2 separate regions of the Cricetulus griseus genome follow, and region 1 is linked to region 2. The links are chromatin contacts, called in public Hi-C maps. All regions are on one chromosome and are shown on one strand. Each heading gives the region's core, a stretch centred on a gene start, on an enhancer-like site or on the middle of the called end of the contact. The rest is flanking DNA. Distances are from core to core; before and after follow the strand shown. Region 1 has its middle 31 kb from the start of Minar1. Region 2 holds the start of LOC100767051 (zinc finger protein 2).

Region 1 (5,425 bases), core at 205-2,704, 530 kb after region 2:
TCTCAGTGGGCAAGACTTGTGTACTGCTCTTACAGAGGACCCCAGTCTGCTTCCTAGCATCCACATCAGGAAGCTCACAACCAGTTTCAGGGGCACCCAACCTTTCTAGCCTCCACAGGCACCTGTGCTGATGCCCATGGCTGTGTGACCAACTACGGACATGAGGGTTGCAACTGTTGTATTTCTTCCCTATTTTGTTAAGAATATTTTTGTACATGTATATACCTATATTAAGCAGGTATCCTCATTTTCTTTCCTCCTATTCTTTTATCACATAGAATCAACCAAGCCAATCAATGTGTTATTAAGTCTGCATCATCATATTTAAGATTGAGGATTTCAGGAGAAGAATAAGCATCCACCCGAAACTTTGCTACCAGTTCAAGGAATTAATAAGTTTTATGCTGCACGCACAATTGTAATATCATGTTAAATGGAATGATGCCCTTGTTATTGTCTTTATTTGGAGATGACTTATAGTTTGTGGTGACAGGTTCAGGTGTCAAGTTGACAAGAGGAGGACTTGTGATGATTAACCTTGATCAACTTGATTGGGTTGGGAGGTGCAGAAGAGAATAATACCATACCCTTATGTTTGCCTATAAGGCATTTCCAGAGACTGTTTATACTCGGATAGTAACTGAGGGAGAAAGACCATCTCTGAATGTGAGCAGCACCATTCAATAAGCTGGGGGCGGGGACAGGTAGACTAAACATGGAGAAAGGAGGAAGCCAGCCATAGCACAGAAGCTCTGCTCTTCCAGGGTAATTGCACCATTAGATCTTCCTATTCTGAGGAACTACAGAGATCTCCAGCTTTCCATCTTGCCTTCAGCCACTGTTCACCCACCCTGCCTCCAACTGTGTAAGCCAACCTAATGTAAGAAATGATACTTCAAATATTTGTATATTTCAGAAAATGCTTTTCCCCAGACACAGCAAAACATTCATTTTCTTAGAAAATTCTGTTATTGTGGAGTATTTGCTTGTTTGTGTTCTGAGAGGTTTGTGTGTGTGTGTGTGTGTGTGTGTGTGTGTGTGTGTGTGTGTGTGTGTATGCATGTTTGCATGTTTGAACACATGTATGTGGAGGTAAAATGTTAAAGTCAGATGTATTACTACATCTGAGATAAGGTATCTCACTTGAACACAGGGCTCACTCCAGGGAGCCCCTATCTCTTATGTGTTAGGGTTACAAGTGGGCAGCCACACCCACCTGGTATTATACCCACCACTCACATTTGCAGGGTGAGCACTTTACCCACTATGCCAACTCCCCAAATCACTGTCTGTTTGGTTTATTTTTAAAGATTATCTTATATTTAATGAATGTTTTTACATTTTCATTTAAGTGTAACCGCATTACTTCCTCCTTCCTGTCATGTGTATATGTGGTGTGTGGGGAGTGTGTGCAAGTGAGCGCTTCCGCCCACAGGCTCCAGAGACCTTAGGTCCCCTGGAGCTGAAGTTACAAGTGGTTGTGAATCACCCAACATGGGTTCTCGAAACTGAACTCCAGTCTTCTTCTAGATCAGTACAAGATTTAATCACTGACCCATCTCTCCAGCCCCCAACCCCCATTGCCTGTGGTTAAATGAAGTATTCTAGGACTAGCATGGCTCACTAGCCTAGTATTTGCTCAGACTGTAAGGCATACCATTTTATATTTCAATTTTATTTTATAATTCTAACTATTTTCATAATATTATTGTTTTTCAGTGTTCAGGTCTTTTTTTTTTTTTTCAGCGAAGCCCAAGTTTCTTTCCCAGTCCCTGATTTGAAACAGCTGGACTGTGGGTGACACTGCTGACTGCTTTCTGGGCAGCCTCTTTGCTTAGTGGCCTTGCAGTGCAATGCAGCTTCTGATGAGAGACTTTGGGAACTCATGCATATGAAGGATTCTGTGCCATTAATATCCAGCAGCAGCAGTGACTTAGTAGCAGGAAAAGAGTGTGTGGCTTGAGTGAAAGGAAACAGCTGTTCACCCAGCCTTTGCTCTTGGTGGGGGACAGATACTAACATGAAATCAGTTGAAGGTTCCTGACCTTGGACGAGAACGACATCCTGCCACACAGTGACTTGGAGCTGAACACCAAGAAGTTACTGAGGATTGCAGGCTCCCCTAGCATATTTACATGGGAAATAGTGTAGACATGTCAAATAGCTACAGAGGCATTAGTAACACAAGTCATGGAACCTGTGATGGAGCTGGTCTCAGTATACTAAACAGAGATCTAGGAGCCTCTGCACAGATGACACTTGCCAAAGCTGAATGGGTAAGGTTTGGCACTTTAACTAGTCAAGTGAGGACTCGGTTTAGCAATTTAGCTAGAATGAAGGGCTAAATTGTAGTAAGAGGGCTTGGTTCTGAGTCTTGGGGTAGGTGTGATGGAGTAACCTAAAGGAAAATGCTGGCTGGTGAGAGTTGATGGCAGGGTTGGGCACATCACCCACTCTTACCATGCTCTGCATATACTGCTCAGTGAAGTAGTCCTGATACTCTTGGTGTCCTGAGCTAAATACATAAAGCTACATACAGTGGCTTGGTGGTCACAGCTCTTCCACTCATTTCTGCGACTGCTTTAGTGGTTTCTCTGGGGGCAGAGGAAGACACAAAACGAACTTGTTTGCTGCAAGTACCCTCCATTGTAACCCTTGCACTAGAGCCTTTACAAGTGGAGAAACTTTCCTAGACACTCACTATCAATACCACTGGTATCTAGAGTTTTCATGGACGGAATTACACGGGCACCTGATGCTCTAATTTTGATTCATCTGTTCTGATTTGCACTTGGATTCCATTTTCTGTTTCAGACTTTTCTGAGCTTGCCTAAGGTGAACTTGTTTTCCCTTGAGCACCTCGAATCTCCCCCACAGCTTCCTGTGTGTCATTGTGCTTACACACACAGCTTTAGGATTCTATCAGTCATTACTTTCACACTGCAGGCAGGTCCAAACTTGCAAAAGTCATCCTTAGATGCTCGTCATTTACTTCTCCCAAATTCTTGATGCATACATTGGTGAACAGGTTTGCCCATGCTCCAAGTTCTGCTCTTCATTCCTTGTAAAATTTGAGTCATCCAACGAGTACCATGCAATCACTTATAAGCCTCTCACTCAGCTTTCCAATAGCTCCTTCAGCTGCTTCCTGTATATCAAAGTGTATGAATCTGTAGGCCTTGGAGCCATGTTCAAACACAAATCATCTAACATGAAAGGGTATTAACAAAAGCAGAATATGTGCCATACAGTGCTTCCTCATCAACGAATCTGTCCAAATTTTAACAACTATCACTCCAAATGACAGATACTAGTTTGCCCTTTACAAAATCCAAATGCATAGCTCAAGTAGCAACAGGTGATCATATCCCTATAGACATCAGGGAGAGGGCGGATTTCCCACACTTATCTTCTCCGACATTATTTCTTAGTTCCATTAGGATATAACTTTCTGTGGAGAATAATGCCGTGGTGTAGCTGGGAACACTGGGATTTATCTCGAGGAGACTAGTTAAGCCACTTGAAGATGCCAAAAATGGATGTTTAGGGCAAATTTCTATCTAGTGTAGCCATCTACTTTTCCCACATACCAGACAAGTGAGTGAAGATTCTGTTTCCCTAATGGCCAGACACTTCAGGCATTCAGTACTTCCTAGCTTAGGCCTCAGACTTGGTGGAGCTGTGATAAGCCATTCCCCTAAAGAAATGCATGACTCAAGTCATCAAGGGATATAAAGTAATCATTGTTTTATACTACAAAGTTTTGGGAGTGATGTTTTTACACAGTCATAGATTCCTGTAACACACAAATAAAAGTTAAAGGGTAGCAATGATTTGAGCAGAAATAAAATGTCAGTGGATGGCAATCTTTAGAATCTGCTTTGGAATTCAGAAGGAAAAAAACTGAGATGAAGCAATAAAAATGTTAGATATGAAAGACAAAGACAAAGAGACAATGTGCTTTTGCTTCCTTGAGGAGCTGCCTAAACAGAAACAATATCAGTGAGCACATGGGTAAACTGATCAGGACTTCTCAGCAGCAATTGAACAAGAATAGAATTGAGTGACATATTCAAAGTATTCACCTAAAAGTGTTATTTGTACTAAACACTGCACCTTTTTTGTTTTTTTTATTAGAAAGAAAATTATTTTACATGTCAATATCAAGTCCCTCTCCCTCCCCTCCTCCCCTGTCCCCTCCCCCCAGCTAATGCCCTACTCATCCTATATCCTTTCTGCTCCCCAGGAAGGGTGAAGCCTTCCATAGGGGGGGTCTTCAAAGTCTGTCATGTTCTTTGAGATAGGGCCTAGACCAACCCCCTTGTGTCTAGGCTCAGGGAATATCCCTCCATGTGGGATGGGCTCCTAAAGTCCATTCCTATGGTAGCGATAAGTGCTGATCCACTACAAGAGGCCCCGTAGATTTCCAAAGTCTCCTCAGTGACACCCACATTCAGGGGGTGTCCCATCAGTCCCATGCCGATTTCCCCACTATCAGTCTGGGGACCAAGAGTTTCCCCTTGTTCAGTTCAGCTATTTCTGTGGTTTTCACCAGCCTGGTATGGACCCCTTTGCTCATCAGTCCTCCTTCTCTGCATCTGGATTTCAGTTCAGTTCAAGGTTTAGCTGTGGGTGTCTGATTCTACTTCCACCAGCTGCTGGATGAAGGCTATACGATGGCATATGAATTAGTCAGAATCTCATTATCAGGAGAAGGCATTTAAGGTAGCCTCTCCTCTGTTGCTTAGATTGTTAGTTGGTGTCATCTTTGTAGCTCTCCAGACATTTCCCTAGCACCCTATTTCTCTTTAAACCTATAATGGCTCTCTCTATTCTAGTATCTCTTATCTTGCTCTCTTCTGTTCTTCCCCCAACTCAACCTCCCTGTCCCATCATGTCTTCCTCACCCCTCCTCTTCTCCCCTTCTCATTCTCCTAGTTCCCTCCCCCCTTCCCCCATGCTCCCAATTTGCTCAGGAGATCTTGTCCCTTTCCCTTCTCCAGGGGACCCTGTCTCTCTTAGGGTGCACCTTTTAAGAGAAAGGACAAAAAAAGGCATTTTAAACATTCACAGGTTGAGTCTAGTACAGTTTCACTACAAAGTGTCTTAGAGAATGTGTTCAAACACAGATGGAAGACTTGTGATAACAGTAACAATGAAACACAGTTTAATTAAATATGCTGATAGGCTTGGTTGAATGTCTACTTTAAAATCCCTTATTTCATATTAAGAGGTAAACTACAATTCTACATAATATTATTAAAGTGAGTATTCAGTGAATATCATGATGCATTAAGCCATCACTTATGCTTTTGTGAACAACAGAAATATATTTTACATTTTTCAATAAACTTAAATCTATATACACTATAGATATAGATATATTTAAATTAGATATAAATAGTTATAAATAGATGTATCTATT
Region 2 (5,521 bases), core at 1,292-3,791:
AGGATCCTTCCTGTTTCTCTTCGCTCAAATATGAGTCTCCTTGCTATGTCACTTTCTGCCTGGATCACCACTTCTCTACTACATTTCCCAGAATCCTCTTTGACTCCTAGTCCCGTCTAACTTGCTGTCTCATTGGCCAAACAGTATTTTATTTAACAATCAATAAGATAAACATACACAGAAGTACTTCCCCCATCATGCATTTCTTTCCTTTTTTTCATTTTTTATTTGAATTAGAAACAAGATTGTTTTACATGTCAATCCCAGTTCCTCTCCCTCCCCTCCTCCCCTACCACCTCCCCAACTAAAACCTTTCTGCTCCCCAGGAGGGTGAGGCCTTCCATAGGGTGTCTTCAGAGTCTGTCATACCCTTTGGGATAGGGCCTTGGCCCACCCCTGTGTGTCTTGGCTCAGGGAGTATCCCTCTAAGTGGAATGGGCTCCCAAAGTCCACACCCATGCTAGGAATAAGTACTGATCCACTACAGGAGGCCCCATGGATTTCCGAGGTCTCCTCACTGACACCCACATTCCTGGGGTCTGGATCAGTCCCATGCTGGTTTCCCAGCTATCAGTCTGGGGACCCAGAGCTCCCTGTTGTTCAGGTCAGCTGTTTCTGTGGGTTTCACCAGCCTGGTCTTGACCCCCTTGCTCATCACTCGTCCTTCTCTGCAACTGGATTCCAGCTCAGTTCAGTGATTAGTTGTGGGTGTCTGCTTCTACTCCATCAGCTACTGGATGAAGGCTATAGGATGGCATATAAATCAGTTATCAATCTCATTACCAGGAAAGGGCATTTAAGGTAGCTTCTCCTCTGTTGCTTAGATTGTTAGCTGGTGTCATCTTTGTAGATTTCCAGACATCCCTAGTGCCTGATGTCTCTTTAAACCTAAAATGCCTCCCTTTATTATGGTATCTCCTTTCTTGTTTTCCTCTATTCTTCCCCCAACTCAACCTTCCTGCTCCCTCCTGTCCTCTTCACCCCATCTCATTCTCCTATCTCCCTCTCCCCTCCCCCTATGCTCCCAATTTCTCAGGAGATCTTGTCCCTTCTTTGTGTGCATTTCTCTGGCATGTAATACATGGTGTGTGAAGATCAGTCCATATGTGTCTGTGTAGTCTCTAGGGAGTTAAGCAAGAGATACTGTGAATGCAGTTCCAGCTGTGTAATGGCCATGCAAACAATCTCAGTCCTGTGAAAATTCTCCAATGGGGACCTGCTCCACGGCAGGAAAGATCTACTATTAATGGCCTTCTCTTCACAACTATTTGTTTGAGCAGAGGCAGAGTGAAGGTGAAACTCTTAGCTTTGTGTGACCTAAGCAATCACTGATACTATTGCTTAGAACAATTTTTGGGCAAAGCTATCACCTTCTTAGAAGGTATCAATATATGGGTGATAATCAGGAGCTTGATCCTCTTTAGGAGGCTGAGGTTAACTCTCTTCTACCAGTTTAGTTGATAAAGATAGGCAAGGACCTGGGAAATAGTTATTGGATCTGGAAGTTGCGATCTAGTGTGGAGGGGTGCCCTGTCACACCTGGCTGAATCAGTGGTCGCTAAGTTTACTTTTCCCTTTCTCTTCCATCACGGTTTTCAGTGTGTGAACTCCTTAATTAATTTTGTATGTCTGAGTATACTGTCTTCATGTATGTCTGTTTACCACATTCAGTTAACAAAAATCAATGTTTGTGTATTTTCTAATACTGATTTATAGTCACCATGTACATGTCTTAGATTTGGGCGCTTCTATTTTTGGTGTTGAAATTCAGTGTCTGAGTGTGATTTGCAAATGCTTTGCCACAGAACAAAGTGCCCAATTTTCAAACACTTTCCAAATACCTTGTCCTAAGCTTCCTACCATTGTTATCATCAATATGTTTTGTACATGGTGTCACCTTATAGGTTAAAAATAGAAGTGTTAATACTAGCATTCTGTTATCCAAAATTCATAAGGATGAAAAGAATAGGATTCAGTCTCAGTTTTGTAAAATGAAGAAATTAGATCACATAAAAAAACTTATGCTCTAAACCTATATACCTGCAAATACTACAGAATCTACACTCACAAGTAACAGCTTCTCTGTGTAAAAGCTGTTTAGATACCCTCTTTGTAGCCAGACACTGCTTATTTGAATCATGTGACTTCAGCTATTCTTACTTTGGTTTTCAAACCTTAGGCATCTGGTTACAGAGTACTTTTTATTGTGTTGTCATGCCTGGAAACTACTTCCCATTATATGTTAAAACAATTGAACTAATCAGCCTTTCTTGTATAACAAATCAACAAAAATTTTGCTGTGAAGAACAATTTAATTTTTTTTCACATAGGTTGATATCCCGACCGGTCTCAGCTGGGAAAGTGCTGCATCTTCCTTCCTTCGGTGATGAATGGGGTTTGAGTCATCAGTGCTTTGAGGCTGCCTCATTCTGTGTTCCATCTCACATCTAGTGGTTCCTGCTGAGTCTTTTCAAGACTCTATTTCCATCAAGCTGGTATCAAAGTTCTTCACAACATAACTGTGTATAGTAGGTAAGCACCATGTCTTCATATTTACTGAGTTCTCTTGATCAAGTGAGTCAGATGGCTCATATTATTTATGGGAACTAAATCAGGTTGTGGATACATAGAGATGCCCCATTTGGAAACAATCTTGAGCATCAGTGTTTTGTAAGAAATATGTATTGTTTAATTTTTTTTCCTGTATAAGTATGGACAAAAAATCTTGCAATCTGCATATTTTCCATGAACATGAGCTGGATAAAGGAAGAAGTAGTATAGAAGAAGTGCTTATATGGAGATCATTTGGGTGGATTAATAGAATATTTCATGTAACAGGTGCATTTCTGTATTAATAGTAGGGAAAACATAATGACTCTGGGAGGGTGAGGCATTCTATGGGGGGATCTTAACAGCCTGTCATATCATTTGGAGCAGAGCCTAGACCCTCCCCGATGTGTCTAGGCTGAGAGAGTATCCCTCTATGAGGAGGGGGCTCCCAAAGTCCATTTGTGTACTTGGGATAAATACTGATCCACTGCCAGAGACCTCATAAATTAACCAGACCTCCAAATTGACATCCACATTCAGCGGGTCTGGAACAGTCCTATGCTGGTCTCCCAGCTATCAGTCTGGGGTCCATGAGCTCCTCCTTGATCAGGTCAGCTGTTTTTGTGGGTTTCACCAGCCTGGTCTTGACCCCTTTGCTCATCACTTCTCCCTCTCTGCAACTGGATTCCAGAGTTTAGCTCAGTGTTTAGCTATGGGTGTCTGCTTCTGCTTCCATCAGCTACTGGATGAAGGCTCTAGGATGGCATATAAGGTAGTCATCAATCTCATTATCAGGGAAGGGCATTTAAGGAAGCCTCTCCACTATTGCTTAGATTGCCAGTTGGTGTCATCCTTTGGATCTCTGGATGTTTCCCTAGTGCCTGTTCTCTTTAAGCTTATAATGGCTCCCTCTATTATGGTATTTCTTATCTTGCTGTCCTCTATTCTTTCCCTAACTCATTCTTGCTGCTCCCTCATGTCCTCCTCTCCCCTCCTTTTCTCCCCTTCTCTTTCTCCTAACTCCCTCTCCCCTACACCCACACTCCCAATTAACTCAGGAGATCTTGTCCCTTTCCCCTTCTCTGGGGGACCATGTATGTCTCTCTTAGGGTCCCCCTTGTTTCCTAGCTTCTCTGTTGGTGTGGATTGTAGGCTGGTAATCCTTTGTTCTATGTCTAAAATCCATATATGAGCAAGTACATACCATGTTTGTCTTTTTGTGACTGGGTTACCTCACTCAGGATGGTTTCTTCTAGGGCCATCCATTTGCCTGAGAATTTCAAGATTCCATTGTTTTTTTTCCACTGAGAAGTACTCCATTGTATAAATGTACCACATTTTCTCCATCCATTCTTCAGTTGAGGAGCATCTAGGTTGCTTCCAGGTTCTGGCTATTACAAATAATGCTGCTATAAACATAGTTGAACAGATGTCCCTGTTGAATGAATGTACATCTTTTGGGCATATGCCTAAGAGTGGAATTGCTGGATCTCAGCAGAATGATTCCCATTTTGCTGAGGAACCACCATACTGATTTTCAAAGTGGCTGTACAAGTTTGCACTCCCACCAGCAGTGGAGTGTTCCCCTTTCTCCATATCCTCTCTAGCATAAACTGTCCTTGGTGTTTTTGATTTTAGCCATTCTGACAGGTGTAAAATGGTATCTCAGAGTTGTTTTGATTTGCATTTCCCTAATGGCTAAGGATGTTGAACACTTTCTTATGTGTCTTTCAGCCATTTTAGATTCCTCTATTGAGAATTGTCTATTTAGATCTGGATTATTTGGTGTTTTGGTGACTAGCTTCTTGAGTTTTTTGTATATTTTGGAAATCAGCCCTCTGTCAGATGTGGGGTTGGTGAATAACTTTTCCCATTCTGTGGGCTGCCATTTTGTCTCGTTGACTGTGTCCTTTGCCTTACAGAAGCTTCTCAGTTTCAGGAGGTCCCATTTATTAATTGTTGATCTCAGTGTCTGTGCTATTGGTGTCATGTTCAGGAAGCAGTCTCCTGTACCAATACATTCAAAGGTACCTCCTACTTTCTCTTCTAAGAGGTTCAGTGTGGCTGGATTTATGTTGAGGTCTTTGATCCATTTGGACTTAAGTTTTGTGTATGCAGTCTTTTACATGCCGGCATCCAATTATGCCAGCACCATTTGTTGAAAATGCTTTCTTTTTCCATTGTATAATTTTAGCTTCTTTGTCAAAAATCAGGTGTTCATTGTTGTGTGGGTTATTATCAGGGTTTTCTTTCTTTCTTTCTTTTTTTTTTTTTTTTTGGTTTTTTGATACAGGGTTTCTCTGTGGCTTTGGAGGCTGTCCTGGAACTAGGCTGGTCTCGAACTCACAGAGATCCACCTGCCTCTGCCTCCCAGGTGCTGGGATTAAAGGCGTGTGCCACCAACACCCAGCAATATCAGGGTTTTCAATTTGATTCCATTCATCTACCTGTCTATTTTTGTGCCAATACCAAGCTGTTTTCAGGACTATAGCTCTGTAATAGAGCCTGAAGTCAGGGATGGTGATGCCTCCCGAAGTTCCTTTATTGTACAGGGTTGTTTTGGCTATCCTGGGTCTTTTGTTTTTCCATATAAAATTGAGTATTGTTCTTTCAAGTTCTGTGAAGAATTGTATTGGGATTTTGATGGAAATTGCATTGAATCTGTAGATTGCCATTTTTACTACTTTGATTCTACCTATCCTAGAGCATGGGAGATCTTTCCATTTTCTGGTATTGAAAGACCCCCGCCCTTAGCTTTTTCTTTTAAGTTTGCCTCCTCCTACGGTTGGCAGCTGGCGGAGCGCGCGGGGAATGCATCCTCCCCTGCACTCCCCGACCCTTGATCCCCACAGCTGCCGGCTCCCACTTCCCCGCCGCCGCGCAAGGCCGGCCCCGGCCTCCGCCTGATCGCTCCGTCCCAAGGTCAGCCATCTGGACGCTGCAGAAGATAAAGGGATAAAGGCCGTTTCGC

What was found. A called contact is a pair of places that touch in the nucleus more often than the background predicts.
Region 1: a Hi-C map of liver shows a contact between it and region 2, with 4 times the contacts expected there. The contact joins the enhancer-like site here to the promoter of LOC100767051 in region 2. A contact is called at or near these places in 3 of 8 Hi-C or Micro-C datasets (the CHK-Q cell line, the CHL-YN cell line and liver).

What each region holds. Positions count from the first base shown.
Region 1 is chr4:199,011,192-199,016,616 of CriGri-PICRH-1.0, forward strand. No RefSeq gene overlaps it. Among named protein-coding and RNA genes, the nearest start is that of Minar1, 31 kb to the left of the region's middle. Within about 2 kb of position 1,455, at least 1 of the 6 cell types and tissues checked has open chromatin away from gene starts, as enhancers often do.
Region 2 is chr4:198,484,347-198,489,867 of CriGri-PICRH-1.0, forward strand. It overlaps LOC100767051 (zinc finger protein 2), which reads left to right and starts at 2,542. Exons shown (of 5, transcript XM_035444227.1): 1 at 2,542-2,574. The coding sequence starts at 2,542.